Regions from separate parts of the Mus musculus genome. Here regions 2 and 3 are each linked to region 1. The links are chromatin contacts, called in public promoter capture Hi-C maps. All regions are on one chromosome and are shown on one strand. The core of a region is the stretch at or near the end of the contact, and the rest is flanking DNA. Distances in the headings are between cores, read along the strand shown.

The links. Promoter capture Hi-C pulls out the DNA fragments that hold promoters and counts their contacts.
Region 2: a contact with region 1 is called in a promoter capture Hi-C map of pre-B cells, with 2.3 times the contacts expected there. The contact joins the enhancer-like site here to the promoter of St8sia6 in region 1. A contact is called at or near these places in 4 of 39 promoter capture datasets (the C10 cell line, liver and pre-B cells) and 2 of 115 datasets of contacts at active chromatin or transcription factors (embryonic forebrain and large pre-B cells).
Region 3: a promoter capture Hi-C map of embryonic stem cells shows a contact between it and region 1, with 2.9 times the contacts expected there. The contact joins the promoter of Cacnb2 here to the promoter of St8sia6 in region 1. A contact is called at or near these places in 2 of 39 promoter capture datasets (embryonic stem cells and neural stem cells), 1 of 484 Hi-C or Micro-C datasets (embryonic stem cells) and 4 of 115 datasets of contacts at active chromatin or transcription factors (astrocytes, embryonic stem cells and pro-B cells).

What each region holds. Positions count from the first base shown.
Region 1 is chr2:13,791,827-13,794,931 of GRCm38.p6, reverse strand. St8sia6 (ST8 alpha-N-acetyl-neuraminide alpha-2,8-sialyltransferase 6) reads left to right here and starts at 1,412. Exons shown (of 8, transcript NM_145838.1): 1 at 1,412-1,588; 2 at 2,080-2,178. The coding sequence starts at 1,488.
Region 2 is chr2:14,630,383-14,633,487 of GRCm38.p6, reverse strand. The region is part of intron 2 of Cacnb2 (calcium channel, voltage-dependent, beta 2 subunit); the gene reads right to left. Among named protein-coding and RNA genes, the nearest start is that of Gm32741, 27 kb to the right of the region's middle. Within about 2 kb of position 1,692, at least 88 of the 459 cell types and tissues checked have an H3K27ac peak or open chromatin away from gene starts, as enhancers often do. A contact at or near this core is called in pre-B cells, where this site is marked.
Region 3 is chr2:14,602,819-14,605,923 of GRCm38.p6, reverse strand. Cacnb2 (calcium channel, voltage-dependent, beta 2 subunit) reads right to left here and starts at 1,618. Exons shown (of 14, transcript NM_023116.4): 1 at 1,366-1,618. The coding sequence starts at 1,473. Gm32741 (a long non-coding RNA gene) reads left to right here and starts at 1,339. Exons shown (of 4, transcript XR_374017.4): 1 at 1,339-2,348; 2 at 2,707-2,779.

The DNA.
Region 1 (3,105 bases), core at 163-2,662:
TTCTATCACTCTCCACCTTATTGTTTGGCACAGATCCTCCCACTGAACCCTGCCCTAGCTAATTCATCCAACTCAAGTGGGCCATCTCTCCAGCCTCGTGTTGAGGATCAAATCACAGTTGGAGGATAGAGTTTCAACACAGAAACTGGATGTCGACCTATAGCTACGAGAAAAGAAATATTTGAGACAAATAAATGTCAACCATTTACTTGAACAAAGAAGGACTCGTGAATTAGGCAGCACTGGGAAACAGAAGAGGGGATATCTGCCTATCAGTGGGCAGCAAGCTTTTGGTGGGCGGGCACAAAGTCTTAGTAGAGGGATCACCTGATTGGCTACATGTAGGTAACTGACTTTGCGTGGTGTGATGAGTTAGCTGCCTATGATTGGTTGGTGCATTTTTCTCTTATTGGTGAAATTCTCGTGTTCGTTATAATTCCAATTAGGTTCTGGATTAGGCAAGAATTTAAAATCCAGAGATCACCTCCATTGGCAGTAGGCAAATCTGTTTTTCTGAAAAACATTTGGTAAACAATGGTAAACACTTCAGGTTTTGAGAGCTATAGACTCGCAGTCACCACTACTCAATTCTGCCCTTATAAGCAGTCAATCTGTCACACAATCGCATGCTCATCAATAATACAAATTACTGGACACAAAGATGTCCAATAAAACAGTTGTTTTAAAGCAAGCAGAGATGACTCTGGTCAAAGGTGGGTGGACAAATTGCCCTTGAAGATCTCTTGGTAATTTGGTGTCAACTGTCCACGGAACGTCGTGGGAAGGTGCCATGCAATGCCAGTCTACTCAAACGTTACCAAGTTCCTGGCAGCTTTCAGGCACGTGGGAGGATCCAACTGAGCAACCCAGTTTGCAAACTTTTTGAAGTGGGTCCTTTCTGCTCTTCTCTTCAGTCCTCCAGGTTCTAGCTCAGGGCCTCAGCTACATAGCAGAGTCGCAATGTGATTGGGTGGGTCACTTGGGGCCAAGCGCGCACTCGGGCGAAGGTGAGAGCAGCTGAAAAGTTGGAGCCCAATCAGCGCGGAGTTGAGCGCTCATACCCCAACCTTCAGGTGACCCCGCGTGGCGGCGGCGGCAGCAGTAGGCAGAGGCAGCGGCGGCTGCAGCGACCAGAGCCCGCAGCGGCTCCGAGCGCCTCCGGGAGGACAAGCGACGAGCTTGGAGAATCGTCATCCGCTAGCTGTCCGCCAGCTTCGCCAGCTTCGGCGGCCGGGGCTGGCTTGGAAGAAGCGAGCGAGCCCGAACGCGGCTTCTTCGGCTCGGTGCCCAGCAACACTGTTGCAGGCTGGGCTCTGGGCAGCCCCCAGAGTGCGGGCCCGCGCCACCGCCTTTGAACGCTGGGGGTGTGCGTGGCAGCGGCCGCGGTGGCGGCGGCGGCGAAGGCGGTGACCGGAGCGGCGAGTCGGTGCCGCCCGGGCTGCGCTTCGCCCCGGCAGCTTTGGCGGCGAGGACGCCCGTGGCTCAGGATGAGATCGGGGGGCACGCTGTTCGCCCTCATAGGCAGCCTGATGCTGCTGCTCCTCCTGCGTATGCTCTGGTGCCCAGCCGACGCGCCTGCCCGCTCCAGGTAATTCCCCGGCCTCAACTCGCCCCACCTGAAAGGTCCGGTGCGCCCACGCTGTGCTCTGGGTGTTGCTTCCAGGGGACGCCCGGAAAGATCCGGGTGACTGACCACTTTAGACTTTTGACTAAGCAGCTCCTTGAGGGTAGGGTGGAGATCAGGGGTCGCGGAGAGGCGACGCTTGGCCGGATGTCTTGGTTTGAAGTGGAAAGGGACACGTCGGGGTTGGGAGGGCTCCGGATAGTGCCTCTGTGGGCGAGGGAGCTGCAGAGCGGAACCTCCTGAAGAGGTTTCCCGCCAGGCTCCAGGACTCCCCCATTCTACTCCTGGTTTTGTCCTATGGGATTTTTCCTGTCTAACTTCAAGATTAGGGACCCATCCCGGGAGCTGGGGTGCACAAAGATGCTCTGATTACGTCTGGAGTGCAGTGCCCAGTCTGCCAGCCACACTGGCTTCCAACGCGGTGTAATAACTTAGTTTTCTCCCTGGCTGTGCAGGCTGTTGATGGAGGGAAGCAGAGAGGACACCAGTGGTACCTCAGCTGCACTGAAGACACTCTGGAGCCCGACAACCCCGGTACCACGCACCAGGAACAGGTACTAAGGCCACTAGGGACAGATGGACAAGGTCTGGGCAAGACTGCGAGACCCGTGGAACTCACTTGAGCGTTTTGCCTGGATATCTCTGTCTGTCTGTCTCTGTCTGTCTTTGACAGAGAGAGAGAGAGAGAGAGAGAGAGAGAGAGAGAGAGAGAGAGAGAGAGAGAGAGAGAGAGAGAGAGAGACTACGCACATCAACCTTTAAAAACACATCTCTCCATATCGGCTACACTTTCAAAGATGGGTACTGAATTCTGTAGATAAAGGTGTGTGGAAAACCCCAGAGAAGGCACTTGTCTATCTTTACTGAGAGATTTGGTTTGTGGGTTTTGTTTTCTGTTCTTTAAAGTGCATCTGTGTTGAGATCGAAGGAATACAATTCTTCAGTGTGTTTGTCCTGGATGAAAAAGAACTTACATTTCTTCCTTACTGTGGGTGTGTATTAATGTACAGTAATTATTGGATATCTATTATTCTGATTATAGAAATAACACAACTTAATATAGAAAGCCATAGGGGAAATACATAAGAGAATTTAATATTAACTCAGAGCCCAGACCCAGGTATCATTTTCAGGTTAGGACTACTTTATGTCTCTGTAATGTCTATTTCCTATATGTGAAAAGTACATGTGAGATTGTACTTTGTGTTTGTGTGTCATCTTTTTCCCCTAAAGGATCATAGGCCTGAACATGATTTTACCACCTCCCACCAATGTTGCTTGTTACTAGTTATTCACCATCTTAATATTCTGTAGTCTATTTAATAATTTTTTCTTTACTCATTTAAATGCTTTCCTATCTTCATTTCGTTTTGTTTGCTAGGAGACATTCTATTGAGTCTATCTTTGTATGTAAATCTTTATCTTCATTTCAGACTCATTTCCTTAGGAGGACTGATAGGAAGTTGGATTATTAGGTAAAA
Region 2 (3,105 bases), core at 443-2,942, 840 kb before region 1:
ATGTGCTGAAGCCTTAGTCCCTAGCCAGTGGCAAGGTTTTAGGAGGTGATTCAAGCATTGAAATGGAACCTTATTGAGTCACCAAATGGCTCGCTCAAAGGAGATGTGTTCTTAGCCCTGGTGATTCATTGTATCCTAATTCCTTCCTGGATGTGGTGGGGTGAAGCAGACCACACTTCCACTGCCAAGATATTCTAATTCCCCTAGGACTTTAGCAATGGAGCCTACCTACCTACCATATCCTTAAACCTTTAAAACAGTGAATCAAAGTCAATTTTGATCCTCTTTATTATTTCTCTCTCATATATTTGTAACAGAAGAAAATCATACCAATTCACAATTTATCTGCGAAGATATATTTTCACAGGTTCATGTAGGCACATTAGCAGTCCATTTGTTCTTAGAAAGAGAAGAGCACAGAATACGTTGTATAAGCCTAGAAGGGTTCCAATGGCATTCCCTAAGCTATATCTAAGACTCGGTATTTTCATAAGCCATCCCAAGGAAACTGAGAACACATCAACATGTTCATTCATTCTCAAAATAGAACAGATATCAGTTCTGCTCCTATCCTGTGTCCGTTCATTCTTTCTCTGGAAACAGTCCTCTGAGAAAAGGCTCCTCTCCTTAAATTTAGTTCATGTGACTTGTATACAACTGATCCCTCAGTGAGCTCACAGTTGAGGCCTGGCCTAAGACTAGATGAAACCAAAACTGTGGAAAAATAATTTTCAAATTAAGCCTTTGAGTTGGACCACAAAGATGCCCTAGATAGCCTACTCATAAAGCTCCTGGAAACCAGCTGGCTACCACCTAAAGTAAGGACTAAAACCAACATGGAAGAAAACAGAAGGCAGCTATGGAATTCCAGGAGGTGCTTAATGACATATGAGCCACTCTGCTGGCGTCACCTAGGCTTTTCAGTCCAGTGATGCCATAAATGTCCTTATCACCCAAGCCTCCCTCAGGCAGTCATGTTTGTGGTCTCTGGCAACAGATGTGACCTAGAGTCCTCTTTTAAGAATATCAGCATAGAGAATCTTTGAGAGAATATGTTCAAAGTGAGAGGAATGGCTTCCATAAATGTGTGAGCATGGAGCCAACATGTTGATGGAAGAGCTTAGACTTCCCCACAAAAAGTTCATTGACATTCTGCCTTATCAAAATAAACATCTATTCGAAAGCTTGCAATTATCACCTGGTATACTCTATACTGAAGAGTAACAAAGTTAGAGAACTTTATATTATCACAGGGCTCATACAATACTGTCTCTTATCCCAATTCTCTATACTTCATTTTAAGATAAACTACATTAGAAAAGAAAACCACCAACAACAACAATAATAAAAACTCCTGGTAAGAGAAAAGAATCTCTGGCCTCATGGAAACCTAACTAGAACTAACCAGCTAGGATGCTCAACCATCTTGGTTAAGGGCCCACACATGGGAAATGGGCTCATCTTAAACTATGCTAAAGAGACAGGTGTATAATTGTTGATTTAGTGAGAGAATGTACTTTTCCTTATTGAATTCCTGTCCCTACACCAGACGCTTAACAACTGCTACTATGAGTATTGGTTCTACTTCTGTCTGGTTTCTGAGTTCCCAAGAAAAGCCTAACTTCCTCTTCTCTCTGTATCTTTTCTAGTGTGTTTTCTCAACAATTGGGGCTCCCCCTAACACTCTGGGCTTCCTTCCTCTTTCTCTGAGGCCCCCCTCCCTGCCCTGTGGTTGCTTGTTCACCAGCCTTATGCCAGCTTAACCTAGCATGGGTCTTTCCTTCTCTTCTCCAGCCACTTCCTCAGGCAGCTGCTAGAGTTTTACAGCATGTCTGCCCTGAGGTTTTTCTCTTAACTGCTAATAAAATTGTTGTTGAGCTTCAATCTTAGCCTGTTCTTATGTCCATTTACTAATGATACTAAAAGCCCTGAAGGAGGCCCTGATTTTCTCTGTATCAATCTAAGTAAAAAGGCCATTCTTTTTCTGAACTGTACATATACATACATACATACATACATACATACATATATATATATATATATATTCATTTTATAATCATAAAGAAAATTATAGATCTAAACATAAAACCGATAGCTTGATGTAGTAATGCCAGCCTTTTATCCCAGCATTTGGGAGTCCGAGTCAGGTAGATCTCTGCAAATTCAAGGCTAATGTGGTCTACATATGGAGTTCTAGGTTAGCCAGTGCTACACAGAGAGACCCTGTCTCAGAAACAAACAAAACTCAACAATTATAAAACCCCAGAGAATAATTGTAGAGATTTTAAGTTGAATGACCTGGTAGTGCTTTAATGAACGACTGATTATATACAAGACTTCTTCAGTTTAGAAACCAATGTGTATACCATTTCTGACCATCTTTAAGTTAAACGTATTTTTAAAATACATGAGAAACCTATAATAAGGAGAAGGAACCAGTTATTAAACTACCACAAAATGCAATTATTTGAACACTCCTTATTTTTGTTAAAATTCTATGGTATTGCAGCTAAGGTTAGTACAATAAAATTATTTGGGGCTGGTCTGGGTACCTATCATTTGTGATGAACATTTAAAACAACTGTTGTGAATAAACCACCCCCCCCCCAAAGAAAAACCAAAAACAATTGCTTTGAAAATTTTCTTGACTGTGTATCCAATACAGAAGGAAAAAAGAAACCTAAGGGTGAACACATTCAGAGGTCTTTGCAATGAAACAAAGCAGCCAAATTAATACACTTGTCCTGTGTGAACCTGCCATGGTTAAAACATTCACAAGGATTTTATATTGGGGAAAATAATACAGTCGCTTTTCAAAGCGGATTCTTTGGATCTAACAACTATCTGTTAACTGGCTGAGGCCACACTCTACATACTGTATCACAAAAGAAGGCCCACTGACTAAAGGTGCCCCACTCTTGCTTTCAAGTGGAAGAAAACATACATATTAGGGCTGGGAGACAGTTCTGGAAGTGGGATGTTTGTTGTACAAGCATGAGGTTCTGAGTTAGACTTCCAGAACCCACATGAAAAATCATAAAAATGAAAACCAGCCAGAAAGAAGAGCAGGTGTAGCCTAGAAAGAAAAGCCAGCCTAGCCTATAC
Region 3 (3,105 bases), core at 369-2,868, 810 kb before region 1:
AGCACACATGTAAATCAGTAGCAGCATGCAAACGTGCACACACACACACACACACACACACACACACACAATGGGTGGGGGGCTCAGCAGAGCTTGAATTATACTACATGGGGTTACCATCGGCACAGTACAGAAATGCTGCTGTCTGTTGCTGTCTACCAGAGCGGCAGCAACATATTTGTGACCTTTTTCGGACCGCCTCACTCCCACCCCTCTACTGCACAGTAAGACCTCGTCCCAGTGTATTTTATGTTATGTATTATTATTCATACAAATATCACAATTTACCATCTGGCAAATATGGACTTGACATGAGCAAGCCAAAGCCATTAAGCAGAGGAGAAATATTCTTCCTGGATTCACCCTAACCTCTTCCCAGCACTCTCCAAGTAGTTCAAGTGTCAGGTTTGAAGGCTTTACCCCAAGAATAAAAGTTGAGGAACTCCTTTCCGCCCAGATCTGGGGGTGTCTGGAATCCCAACTGTACCTGCCAAGGCTTTACGTAAAAGCCACCTTATCACACTCCACGCCTACAACCGACATCTCCTATTTCACAATGAGCAGCAGGACAGAATTTTTCCAGAAACCGCTAATACTCATCAGAGAAAGGAACCCAGGAGCCGCTAGAATGGCATGCCATTTCGGGGTAAACAGAAACAAAAACTTTCTCACCCACAACACTCTGCTCTCTTCTTCCAGCAAAGAAACAAGGGTCCAGGCAAACCCTGGAAAGAGGACAGCTAGCTGAACTGTCTGGGTGGCACAGCGCCCCAGGTGCTGAGGGGGGTTGGGGCTGCTCTCCGGGGAGAAGGCAAGGGGATCCACGCCCACCTTGACCCCTGCATAACACCTCACCTCCCTGCCTAGCTCCCAATAGAGACCACCAGAGGCAGCGGCGGAAACAGCGATGCAGGATGCGGATCCCTTTCCCGCCCGCCCGGACTCACGATCTTGAGCCGGTCCAGTCCACTCGCCTGGTCCATGGCTCTCCATGTGCTTCTCCAGGGCAGGGGCGCGGACAGCCAAGCGGCGTGGCCCGGGAAAAGCCGGGGAGGAGCGGCAGGTCGTCCTCGCCCCTTCCCACTGGCTTTTCAGAAAGCAAAGGGGGCAAAATCAAAAGAAAACAAAACAAAAAAACCCAACCAAACAAACAAACAAAAAAATGGAAGCCGGAGCAGAGCCCGTGGAAGGCGCGCAGGGGCAGGGTCCCCCAGCAGCACCGGGATGGGCGGGAGGAGGTGGCGAAGGAGACCGGAGCAGGAGGGGGAGGCGCGGTTCGCGATGAGGGAGAGGAGGCAGCGGGAGGGACTGAGGTCGGGGCTCTGAGGCTCACAAAGCCAGCAGAAGGCGCGGCGCAGTGGCTACCTGTGCTCCGAGCGCCCCCGCGGGAGCCGCGCTCTCCAGCAGCTCCATCTGGCTCTCCTGCGCCACCGCCGCTACGGGAGGCGACTTGGACGTGTCGCTTTGGACCATCGGCAAAAAGTCGACTCCAAGGCTGCGGGTCCCCTCCTCCACGACCCGGGTCCCCCGCTCCTCTTCGCCCCAGGATCGGAGGCTCTCAGTGCGCGCGACGCCGCTGAAGCATGTTGCAAAGCCTAGACTAGGCGGTGGCGCAGGCACGAGGCTGGGTGGCCGGGGCGAGGGGCGCCAGTTCTTTGGAGCTTCTGGGCCCGCGAGCGGCGGAGGCTGGGACTGCTGGGCGGGCTGGCTCCAGGGAAGGTCCCCGCCAGGAGGAGGGCGCTCCGGGAGCACGAGCCAGGGGGGAGGCGCGTCGGAAAGCGAGAGTGACAAACCACCGCCACTCCGAAAAGTTCTTCGCGGGAGGCGCGGGCCGCGTGGGCTCCGACTCAGCTGCGGCCCGTCGCCGTGGCACTCGCGCTGGAAAGTTTTCGAAGCCACGAAAGCCAGCCAGTCGCAGCTCCCTAGGGAGGTAACTGGCCCAGCTGCTCAGTTCACCTCCTCTTCCTGGAGTCCAGAGGAGGAAAAAGATCCACAGGGTTAGACCCTAAACTGAAACTCTCCATGATTCGAAAAAGGCTACAGACAGACCCCGAACTTCTGCAAAAGCATGAGTGAAAGCACTCGAGGAGTCAGAAAACAAGTGCCAGTGATGAACTAAGACTTCCTCCCACATGGTCCTGACCTGACAATTGGTTCTACTACACCTGTGCCCTAGCTTTTTGGTTTGTGATGGCCTGTTTTGTTTTTGTTGTCTTTGCTAGGAGCTTGTCTTTGCTAGCAGACTATATCGTTCCCGCCCCCAGCGCACCCCCTCCCCGCAGTTGAGAAGTCTTAGTGTAACCGTTGAGACAAAAATAAGCAGGTTTTTAAGGACCCCGAAATTCTTGGTAAGAGGGTAAAACCGGAATAATGGTTCGCTTGTAGTTGGATGGGTGGAGAGGTAGGGAGGAGATGGAGGAGGGGAACCATGATCAGAGTACATTGTGTGAGCTTTCAATTAAAAACAAAGAAACTAAAAGGAGGGGAGGGGAAGAGGGGCACGGGGAGGAGGGGGACGATGAGAAGGAGAAGAAGGAGTGGGGAGGAGGAAGAGGAGGGAGAGGAGGAGGAGGAGGAGGAGGAGGAGGAGGAGGAGGAGGAGGAGGAGAAGGAATTATTTTCCGTTCTAGTATTGCTCATAAGACGCTGCTTTGCTTTGACAACCTTTCTTGCACTGAAAAAAAAATCTACATACAAATTTTCTAGGTAGCACTCACCGAGCAGAAACAAAGTATAACAGTTGTGCAAGCTGAAATACACACAGAGACCTTTTACTAAGGTAAACTTTGTATACTGTGTTTGACTATGATGATGAAATACAGTACCGTGTTCTTCTTAAACTGAGCTGTTTTCATTAAGCAGATGTCTACCATACACTGGATTGAGCCAGAATTTTTTTGTTTTTGTTTTTAAAGGAAGGAAAAAAAAAAAAACAGATCTCGGTATGTTTAAAGATTTAAGCATATACAAAGTGCCGTTGGTTTTCCAAATCTTCAGTCTTATTGCCATTTGGATTACATGTTACTAATGTTAACTAAGACCTAAGTATTAGCTTCCTTTTTTTACCTGGGGGAGGGGGTGACCTCTGACAGGAGCTTGATAAAG